Regions from separate parts of the Rattus norvegicus genome. Here region 2 is linked to region 1. Evidence: chromatin contacts called from public Hi-C data. All regions are on one chromosome and are shown on one strand. Each heading gives the region's core, a stretch centred on a gene start, on an enhancer-like site or on the middle of the called end of the contact. The rest is flanking DNA. Distances are from core to core; before and after follow the strand shown.

The links. A called contact is a pair of places that touch in the nucleus more often than the background predicts.
Region 2: a contact with region 1 is called in a Hi-C map of frontal cortex, with 1.7 times the contacts expected there. The contact joins two enhancer-like sites.

What each region holds. Positions count from the first base shown.
Region 1 is chr4:180,659,757-180,665,078 of GRCr8, forward strand. It overlaps Sspn (sarcospan), which reads left to right. Exons shown (of 3, transcript NM_001109255.2): 3 at 1-2,533. Among named protein-coding and RNA genes, the nearest start is that of Sspn, 35 kb to the left of the region's middle. Within about 2 kb of position 2,010, at least 31 of the 93 cell types and tissues checked have an H3K27ac peak or open chromatin away from gene starts, as enhancers often do.
Region 2 is chr4:180,908,467-180,913,788 of GRCr8, forward strand. The region is part of intron 37 of Itpr2 (inositol 1,4,5-trisphosphate receptor, type 2); the gene reads right to left. Among named protein-coding and RNA genes, the nearest start is that of Itpr2, 220 kb to the right of the region's middle. Within about 2 kb of position 2,980, at least 43 of the 93 cell types and tissues checked have an H3K27ac peak or open chromatin away from gene starts, as enhancers often do.

The DNA of each region.
Region 1 (5,322 bases), core at 760-3,259:
CCTAGAGAACACATACCCTTTTGCCTTTGAGGACTTTATATGATGCTGATAATGGAATCAGTCCTTCATGATCCACACACCCTACCTGAAGGAAAGGGATCACCACTGACTCTTATTCCTGATTAACAGATGCTTAAACTTTTTGCATTCTGACTTGCTTCCCGATCACTCGATCACTCGATCACTCGGGTCAAGGCAGCCCATCAGAGAGGATGGTGAGTAAAATTCCATCAGAGGAACAGGGGTGGGGCGGGGGTGGGGCAGGGGGCTGGTACATATCTTTAATCCCAGCACTTGGAAGGTAGAAGGAGATGGATTTCTGTGAGTTCAGAGCCAGCCTGGTCTACAAAGAAAGTTTCTAGGACAGCCAGAGCAGACAGAGAAACCTTGTCTTGAAAAAAACCAAAACCAACCAAACAAAAACAAGGGAAAAAAAAAAAAAAAAAGGACTGATCTCAGACAAAATTGCATGAACACAGCACGAAGTTTCCTGATACCAACCTGGGATACCTTTAGTGTTTGTTAAGAATAACCAGCTCTGGGCTCTGAAGATAGTTCAGTAACCTAAGTCCTTGCCATTCCAGTAAGAACTTGATCCCTTATAGAAAGGCCAGGCATAGTGGCGTGGAGGAAGAGAAGGCCACATCCCTGGGGCTTCCTCAACAGCCATCTCTTTTTTTTTTTTTTTTGGTTCTTTTTTTCGGAGATGGGGGGACCGAACTCAGGGCCTTGCGCTTCCTAGGTAAGCGCTCTACCACTGAGCTAAATCCCCAGCCCCAACAGCCATCTTTAATTTAGCATTTGAATTCTGGGTCCATGATGAGAGAGTTTGTCTCAAGGGAAAACAAACAAACTGAAAATAACCCAGAGTGGATAGCTGACCTCTGGCCTCACACAGTTAAGAGGAACCAAATTCACATTGACCTGGGATAGTGTCTATAGAAGCAGGAATGTGGTAGAGGATCCAGGATGTCACGGGCTGTCCTTTCAAAGTGAAGCTATCCTCCAGTCCGTTTCTGTGCACCCAGCCCGGCTGAAAGCACACACAGAATGCCTTTGTCCAACAAACTCAGCAGGGTTTTGTTTTTGTTTTCTCAATGAGAAAATGAAGATTCCCCGCCCAGTTAAGTTGCGCTATGATTTGCAAACGACTCACGGGGTGGTGGGGGTGGGTGGGCATTTTAAAGGGTAGAATAATTTTAGCCTGCGGGTTCCTACTTTCTAACACAACCAAGAGTTGGGGTGGTTTCAGCTCATGATACGACGTCTGCGCAGAATGGGGGATTTTACTGTTATGATCAGATATCCTTAACTCCCCAGAGAGGGGAAACGTTGTAAGTGAAGAGAAGGAGCAGAGCCCGATGATGGGGCCCTTCGCTGGAAGCTTGCTATATGCTGGGATGTGTAAGGATTGGGTTGCATGAAAAACAAATGGCTTTGGGCTGGATTTGGAGTATTTTGACGTTATGTTTTGCAAATATTGAAGCTTCAGTAAGGGCAACAGAGAAGGAGCAGGCACACAGCTTCTCACTTAGCAAAATGTTACACTTCAAATCTGTCGCAGAGCCAGGACGGTGACTGTGCCTTCCAAACTGTAGAGCAGTGAGCTTTGAGCAGCTCCCCCCTCCCCCAGCCTCCTTCAGGAGGATTAAATGAATCAAGACTTTTCCAAGAGGAGAAATGGCCAGGGCTTGGGATAGGAATACGGCCACCTGGGTTTACAGACTGTAACTGAGCCCACTCAACGGGTCTGCGCCTTTACGGTGACTGCCATCTGTGGCTCCAAACTCCATCCAAATTGGTGTAGGCAGCACCTTGGAGCCGTGCCTAAACCGTAGCTACTCAAAAGCCCTAGAAACTGTAGTCAAGTAACAGGCATCACATGCCCCTATTTGGATGCAGAACTTAGATATTCTCTTTCGACCGCCTTCCAATGTGTTCCTACAGTGGAATTCCATTCTATATTACTTTTATCCATGTCCAAGACCTGAGGATCTCCTGATACTTCTTCACTCATGTCTCTGTGCATTATATCTGGGGCATATTTATGAAACTGCCTTGATAAAAGCGACCCAAGGGGTGTCAGGAGGGGCAACTCTGAAGGGGCTACTTAAAGACGATCAGAAATGAACTTGAAAGCTGTCCATCACTTGCAAACATGAACTGTGTCTTGATATTTCCTGATGACTGTCTCTGAACTATTACCGTGTGATCACCTCTGTATAAATATGCCACTGGATTTTACTCTTGTTAACCCAGAATGTGCTTTAGCTGTGTAGTGTAAGTTCAGCCTATCTGACGGCCAACTGCTTAGTGTTGAAGTCACTGAAAAGAACTCACGTCTTCTAATTTTCTTGTCTCAAGTGAGCACTGCCTCTTTCAGAGCCATGGGTCTGCATTACGGGGCTGTAATCTCCTTTCCTGGCCTTGATCAAATCAAGAGTAGAAGATGGAGTGTTTCTATACACTTGAGGTGGTTATTTTTAAAGGGTGTGTGTTTCCTTTCTTAATAAACTTTTCATAATCCACAAAGACATGGTGTTGAATACGTTTTATATTGACCAGGTGGTGTGTGTGAACTTGTATATGTAAACTCTCTCTGGTTAGTGTTTGCTTCAGAAACACGGCTTGGAAACCTCAGATCATTATGTTAAGTGAAATAAAGCCAGGTTCAGTAAAACCAGTATTGCGCGTTTTCTCACGGACATGGAGACTAGAACATGTGTGTGTGTGTGTGTGTGTGTGTGTGTGTGTGTGTGTGTGTGAGAGAGAGAGAGAGAGTAGCTCATTAAACTTCAAAGAGGACTATAAGGGAGGAGGGAGAGATCTTAATGAGGAGGGTGAGGGGAAGGGAGGGGATGAACATGGTGACTGGAAATTAATTATCGCAGTGAAACACATTCTATGCTAACTTTAAGAAATGTGATTTAGGGGCTAGAGAGATGGCTCAGTGGTTAAGAGCACTGACTGCTCTTCCAGAGGTCCTGAATTCAATTCCCAGCAACCACATGGTCGCTCACAACCATCTGTAATGGGATCTTCTGATGTGCCTGAAGATAGCAACAGTGCACTCACATAACTAAAAATAAATAAATCTTAAAAAAAAAGAAATGTGATTTGGAAAAAAATTAAAGAATGAAAAGAAAAAAAAAAAAAACCAACCTGTCTTGGGAATAGAGAAGAAGCGAGGCAGTAATACCGATTTGGCCCAGGCGGTCCGTATGCCACGCTCTACACTAGGGTAGAGGTCAGCGTTGTAATTGGTCCCCAGGTAGAACTCGAGCTGGAGGGAATCTTGGAGGGGCACCTGGGATGCTGATTCCTATTTTTTTATTTTTATTTTTTTTTATTTTCTTTTTATCGGAGCTGGGGACCGAACCCAGGGCCTTGCGCTTGCTAGGCAAGCGCTCTACCACTGAGGTAAATCCCCAACCCCGGGATGCTGATTCCTAATTTCTATCAATCAATGTCAAATAAAGCTGACTGGCTCTGAGAATGGGATAGGCACTCATAAATCTTCCACATTGATATGTGTGCGCCTACGTGGAGGTCTTCTCCTCAGATCTGGATGCAAGGGCCTCCTCTTACCAACTAAGCAGCATCGTAAGAGGCCCTCACACTATGCGTGCAACCCTTATTGATTAGTTCGGGAGGCATCTGAAATAAAAAAAAGCAGGAGATAAGTAAGGCTGTGTATCCCGAGCTGTGTATTCCTGGTGTTAAGGCCCCCAGGGTTAGGAGCCTGACCGCCATTTATTGCCCTAAGGTTGAACAGCCATTTGGTTTTTAGTTTCTGCATAGGTGGTTTTCAATTTCTTACCTAAGAGACTTCAGTGCATGCTTTCTTCCTTCTGTGTTGACATAGCCTATGGTACCCTTCGATGACGCCATACTTGTTCCCCACGAAGCTGGTCATTGTGAGGTACGGGACGTGTAGTGCCATGTCGTTTCAAAAATTCACAGTGCAAGCAGAAGTCGGGACATCTGCAGACGGCAGTTCTGTACAACAACTCATTCACATCTGTCCGGTAGATATTTATACATGTGTGGTCTGGTCCCTTAAAAAGTCTGGGAACTTAAAGGTTGCCCTTTTCGTTGGGGAAGATCATTAGGATTCTTAACCTGAGGGACTATGACATACAATCACATGACGGTTGGAGGACAGTAGAAGGTATATCATCATTTCAAAAGTGAAGGTTCCAGGGACCCTCAAGCTTTGGTGGGGCCATCCATTCCCTGTGTCTGCAGATGGCTTTGTAGGCCTACAGTCTCATCTGTGCAGCGCAAGGCTGGTCCTTAATACCGAGACAAGAGACCAAGGAACAAGAGACGAGAGGTTCCGTGGACTCTGGACCTAAAAACATGGGACGACTGCTCTCTAGGTGAGATGTCTCCGTACTCGGTTGAACTTCCTTCCAGAACTTTCTCCCCATAAATGGACATAGTGTTGTCTCTGTCCAATCAGGTGTGGCTCTTGACAAGAGGCTGACTCAAGGACCCAGTGCTGTGACCAGAGATGACTTTTTTTCTTGTGAATCCACAGCTGTCCCCTCCGCCTTCCTAGACGTGAGTCTCTCAGACCAGTGGTGTCTAAGTGGTGAAGTAGGCAGGCACACTATTAGACTCAGAAAAGCCAGAGGGGAAAGTGTGTAACTGGAGTTATTTTAAGTTCTTCCAGCCGGGTAGAGCCCATATGCTCTTACAAAAGGGCTGTGTCTTCTTGGGCAGGCAGCCTCTTACTATGTCTTTCATCTTTCGGTAATGTTTAGATTGCAGCAAAATGACAAAAAGGTAGAAAATAATTCTCCAGGGAGAGAAGACTTCCTGCATTTAAATATGGGGAACTTAGAATTTCAAACATTGAGTTTGGCCAGGAAAAAAAAGTGTGGGGGCATGATATCTTGGGCATATTTGGGGGCTGGGTGAGGGAACCACAGAGAAACCTGGATTCCGTCTGGCCTGGTTTGGGTTAGAGCAAAAGCAATGTCCCTGGAACAAATTTTCCATCCACCCAGCCTGCAGTGTCAAAAGCTACTCCAGATAACTCTGGGGGAAATGACCAAGGTGATTATTTTTCCTTGAGGTTTCATTCCCTCTTCCCCATGGGCTTTCTGCATTCTAGAGATTTTTGTGCATATCACACACATGTGAAACACACACACACACACACACACACGCGCGCGCGCGCACATACACATGCACGCTGCCCCCCCCCACACACACACACCAGAGCAAACCTGCCTCTCCTTTCTCTGATAAAGTATTTCGAACTAAAATATTAGTGGCTGACATAGAGATTCCCGTGAATGCAAGTTGCACATT
Region 2 (5,322 bases), core at 1,730-4,229, 250 kb after region 1:
TACACTGTCATTTAAACAAAGTCAGGAGAAGAAATAAACAAAAAGTCAGGCTGGCTGTAGGAGGCGGCTCAGCCAGCTCCTTCATTGCTGGGTAAAGACGTAAGAGGGAACCACAGTAGCTCCTGATAATGAGCTGCCCTTCCGTCACCAGCTCATTAAGCTGACTCTGAATTCGCTCATTAACCAAGTTATACCGAGAGGCTCGATTTCAGACCTGGAGGCTAGCTAGCCTTTTTATAGCGCATGCCATTGTGACTGTGTCCGTTCAGCTGTTAAAGGACACCAGCACTTCAGGATTGTCCTTACAGGAGATGTTTTCTACTATGTGTTTGCCAAGAAATGACAAGGATAAGTTATGTGCCGTTTGGTTAAATATGCAGGCTGAGTGGCGTAAGCACACAATGCCCATGCGTGTGCACTCATGCTTCACGCACGCGCACGTGTGTGTGTGTGTGTGTGTGTGTGTGTGTGTGTGTGTGCGCTTACACCAGCACTGTAAGTCAAAACAGCATGTATAACGTGCTCTTTGGACATAACCTACTACACAGACTCTGGTAAACTTGACGTTGTCTCTGGGTTAACTGTCAGTGGCTAATACTATAAAAGCACAATGTAAATTGTCAGACATAGACCAAGATTCTTTTTTAATATCTATTTTAATGTGTGTGTGCGTGCACGTGGGGGGGTGTGGGTGTGCCTGAGTACATGTATGTGTACACATGCATACGAGAAGAAATCAGAAGTGTTGGATCCCCTGAAACCAGAGTTATGGGCAGTTGTGAGCCCCCATGTGGATGCTGGGAACCAAACCACGGTCCTCTGCAACTAAAAAGTACTCTTAACCACTGACCCATCTCTCCAGTCCCTATTCTACATTCTTTATGGAATAAAAAAAAAGAGAAGTACTATTTGGCACAATCTTCCTATAAATGTTTTCACTCTGTAGAGCCCACAGGAGGGCCAAGCTTAGTCATCCACATCGGAAGCACAGCATAAATAGAGGTGTGGAGATGGTGTCTCTGAAGGTGCAAACATCAGACAGGAAGTAGATGTGAGCCTCACAGCACAAGCACCAGGGGCTGGGGAGGTGTCTCGGCAGCTGCTGTGCTTTCTGTGGGAGCCTATGGGCTGGAGTTTGGATTCCTGGGATCCTTGGGGAGGACGAGTGTAGCCGTGAACTGTAACTGCAGCCTCAGAAGGCAGAGGGGAGCCCCAGAGCATGCTGGGAGACTAGCCTCATGAGAGAGAGCTCTGGCTCTGGCTGAGAAACCTGTGTCAGGAATGAGGTGAAAAACCAGCTGGGGATGATTTGATATCAGTTCCCAGCCTCCATGTGCACCATGCAAGGATGAGTCCGCCACACTCATGCAAACATGCACATACATGCGCATACATGTGAAAATTGGATAAATCAAAAGCAGACCTTCTGGAACCTGCATTCCAAGTGCAATAATCAGCATTGCCCTAAAACGCAGCCGTGGGTGTGGACTACTTGCACAGCTGTGTGAAACACATAGCGATCTGTTTGGAACCCATATCCTGTCATCTCTAGCAGGCTAAGCCTGCCCTGCTTCCCTTTGGTCCAATGGAATAACCTCTTACAAACATACATTCTGCTGGCAGGAAGAGTAAATTACACGTATGTTTGTCAAACGTCCCATATAAGTCAGAAAAGGGCCGATTGCTATAATCTGGTTTAGAGTGTGTCAGAAAACAATACACAGAATCCGCATGCGATAAGGTTGGACTAGAAAGGGGCATTCAACAAACTCTCATCCCGAGAAGGTTTGAACAAATAAGAGAAAAGTTAAAAGACCTTTTGCAAGAGAAAAACAAACAAACAAAAAAGAAAACCCAAAAAGAAACAAAAATCCAACAACATTGGTTTTGTTATAGTTTAGGAGGAACCCACCCAAAATCACAGGACTGAACAGCTAATCCCTGTTGACGCAGCAGAGTGAACAGAGTTTGGGCACCGCACTTCAGGGCCTTTGATTTCTACTCACAGACATTAGCCTCGGTCTGACTGCTGAAATCCTGACTGCGGTCAGGAGAGCCGAGCTCTGGTTGGCTCTCTTCGGGGTTCTCCCTGAGGCCAGGGAAGATAAGTGAGCCCTCAGTCTCTTTCCCAGGCTTCTGTCTCCCAACACTGACCCCTGCCTTCCTGCACCACCCCAGATCTCCTTCCGAGAGATGCCGTCTAGAGTCTCGGCCATATAAGAAGGGTTAATTTCTGACTGGTTCCAATTCCATAACTCTCACAAAGAAAGTGAAATCTGCCCAATGTTAAAAGGCTATTTGAGGAGCCAGAAAAATGGCCCCACAAAGACAAAGGCCCCAAGGGGTCTGGCAGCCTCTCTGGCCCGTGTGGATACTTGCATATGCAGGTGCACATACACAAATAAAAATAAAAATCTTAAAAAAAGTCCACTTGAACTCATAATTTAATTTTTTCCTCACTAATGTTCCTTAAAATCACAATTTTCCTTCATAGACCATGCACTTGGGGAAAAATACGGGTAGTTGTCTACACAAATTCCCAAAAACTAATGTCCAATGTGTTGCTTTTTTAGTAGTAGTAGTAGTAGGAGTAGTAATTGTTGCTGTTGTTGTTATATTAATTGCTGAATCATCATAAAAGTATTTTTGAGTGATGTGGGACAAGTTTCTCTAGTGAGGAGGACTGAGTTGCTTCCCTCCACTATGTTACATAACCCTTATTTTTGCTCTTCAGGAGCATAATAAGATACAGACAGACAGACAGACAGACAGACAGACAGACAGATAGACAGCACTCATCAGTTGTCTGCAGCTGATCAACATCTGCTTTCTAGTACAGAGCAGTCAAAGCTTCTCTCCCGCAGACTCCCGGATCGTTCAGAGCAACCTGACTGAATTTCAGGCAACGGCATTGCACAGCACATGACTTGTCTCCAGTGAAGCACAGCGCCAGACGCTGCAGGCCTTACATAACCACAGGCTGTTGCTGGCAGAGCTGCCTCAGTGGCTCGACCATCCATGTCTCCTCCCGCCACACCCTGCAGCTCTGATCCGCAGCGTCCACATGTGCAGTCACGTGTCTGGGGACTTTCTTGGCAGCAGACACAAGACTCGATTTCCTGCCTACCCATAGGAAGAGGTCATTTTAAAGGTGGTCACACCCTGTGTATGGATCAGATCGGGACAGAAGTCATCACAAGCCACAGCAAAAGCAGGTGTCAAAGGTCTGCTATTCAACTCTCCCCCTTTACACTGAGGCTGCACAGGGATAATTTATTTAAGATGTTACAGCACGTGGGCTGGAGAGATGGCTCAGCCGTTAAAGGCTAGGCTCACAGCCAAAAATATAAGATGTTACAGCACGTATAATCAATTGTCAACCATAAGAGCTTCGCCCAACATGAGCCCCAAGGAACAACAAACTCCAAGCACCAGACGCACATGTTTCTGTTCCCAGAGCTCAGACAGAACACGCACTGTCACGAGGTATCATGAGTCTACCTAGTTTCCCAGTGATGTTACTCTGTTACTACAGAGCTCTCATGGATGTAGTGTATGTGTCTAAACATCTACTACCCCTCCTTCCCCCGGCAATGTTACTCTGTTACTACAGAGTGATCAGGAACTCGATGTATCTAAACATCTACCCACCCCTGAGAAATGTTACTCTGTTACAACAGAGCAATTATGAACGTGATGTGTCTAAATATCTACCCACCCCCAGGCCTTCTCTGGTGTTTTATTGCTAATGCTGGGCCCTAGTGTAAAAGCATTGAATGCCAAATGAACACCTATCCTTTTCTGCGTTCAAAATCTTGAAAAACATACAAAGTTCCTGAACCCAGGTATGAGGCAATCTGTGCCTATTATTTTCAAAAACAAGAGCTTGGCAGACAACTTGTGACAACTTGACACAAGGAGAGGAAACAGAATACCCACAAAATACACAGAGGAAGTGACGAAAACATGCTTCTAAGATTCTGAGATGCACCTATGTTTATTAAATACCAAAGTAATACCAAAGGGCACCATGTAACATTACAGTAGCTAAAATTAGGCAGGCAATGAGCTGTCTAAAATAACACCGACTAGAATTCTGAATAAAACTTGACTGTATCAGTATAACGAAATTTAGGTAAAAAGATAGTTTTGATCTCATCTGGCTTGAACATTTAAAATTACATAGTTAGAATTCAAAATATAAATAAGAAGAAATGAAAACATTTATATAATTTAAAGGTTTTTACTGGACTACTCCAAGAGACATCATTTATGGAACAGTGACGCCTACTGGTCACCTGCGATACTACACCCAATGGCAGCCCAGCTCTATGGTCTGCCCATTGACATCTATGGAGGAGGAGGTGGCGGTGGGAAAGCCATATATACAGGTGGCAAAGTTGGAGTGATCAAAAATTGTGAGGACAGTAAACCCATGCCCATCACCTGCACACGCACAGGCTCCTGCTTTCAGGTTTTGACTCCAGGAGCTATGTTTTTCACAGGCTTCTCTGAACCCAGTCTCAAATTTAAACAGTCTATATATTAATCTCCCGGACCCAAGCAATAAGCTGTTATGGGGGGAGTAACTTCTATCTAGAATTATTATGCTGTCAGAGTTCTCTTGGTACTTGTTAACTCATGAAAAAGTTATGATCAGCAGAGTGGGGCTGATGATAGATAAAGGCAGGTCTTTCTGGAGTGCAGCCCTTTTGATATTCGAGGCAGAGCCACATTTAATATTGAACAATCAGCATTTTTTAGGGTTGGGTAGCTGCTGGATACAAAGTGTATTCAGCTAATTAAATCAGTTACAGTAAATTATTTTTCTACCAAAAGCCCTGAGGAGCGAGATAAAAAGACAGCTTCCTAAGAACTAGACAAGCTTGCTTCTGCGTCTGGGTGTCTGAGACCGGGTCACAGGGCCCAGCAGAGTCTGCTAAGGAGCCCTGTTGCAGCCTGCCCACCAAAATACCTGGGGCAGCGTGAGGTACAAACACTGCAGGCTGCAGCAAAGAGCAAAGGCAATAAATAAACAAGACATTAAGTCAGCTTCCTGAACGAACGGCGGTGAGCAATAAACCTGGACAGATATGCTCACACTGGGATCTGATTGTACATCTGTCTCTGCGGTACCAACTGTGTACATTTACCGCCCACCAAGAGTCATGAGCTGGAGGAGAAGCAAACTTTGAGAAGCACGGCGATGGCAGGCAGCCATAAACACTGGGTTTGTTGCTAGCTTTCGGTTTTTTGTTTTTATTTTTGTTTTCTCTTAATGCTAAATTTCCACCCCTCCTTACGGCTCTGAGGAGCACCTCT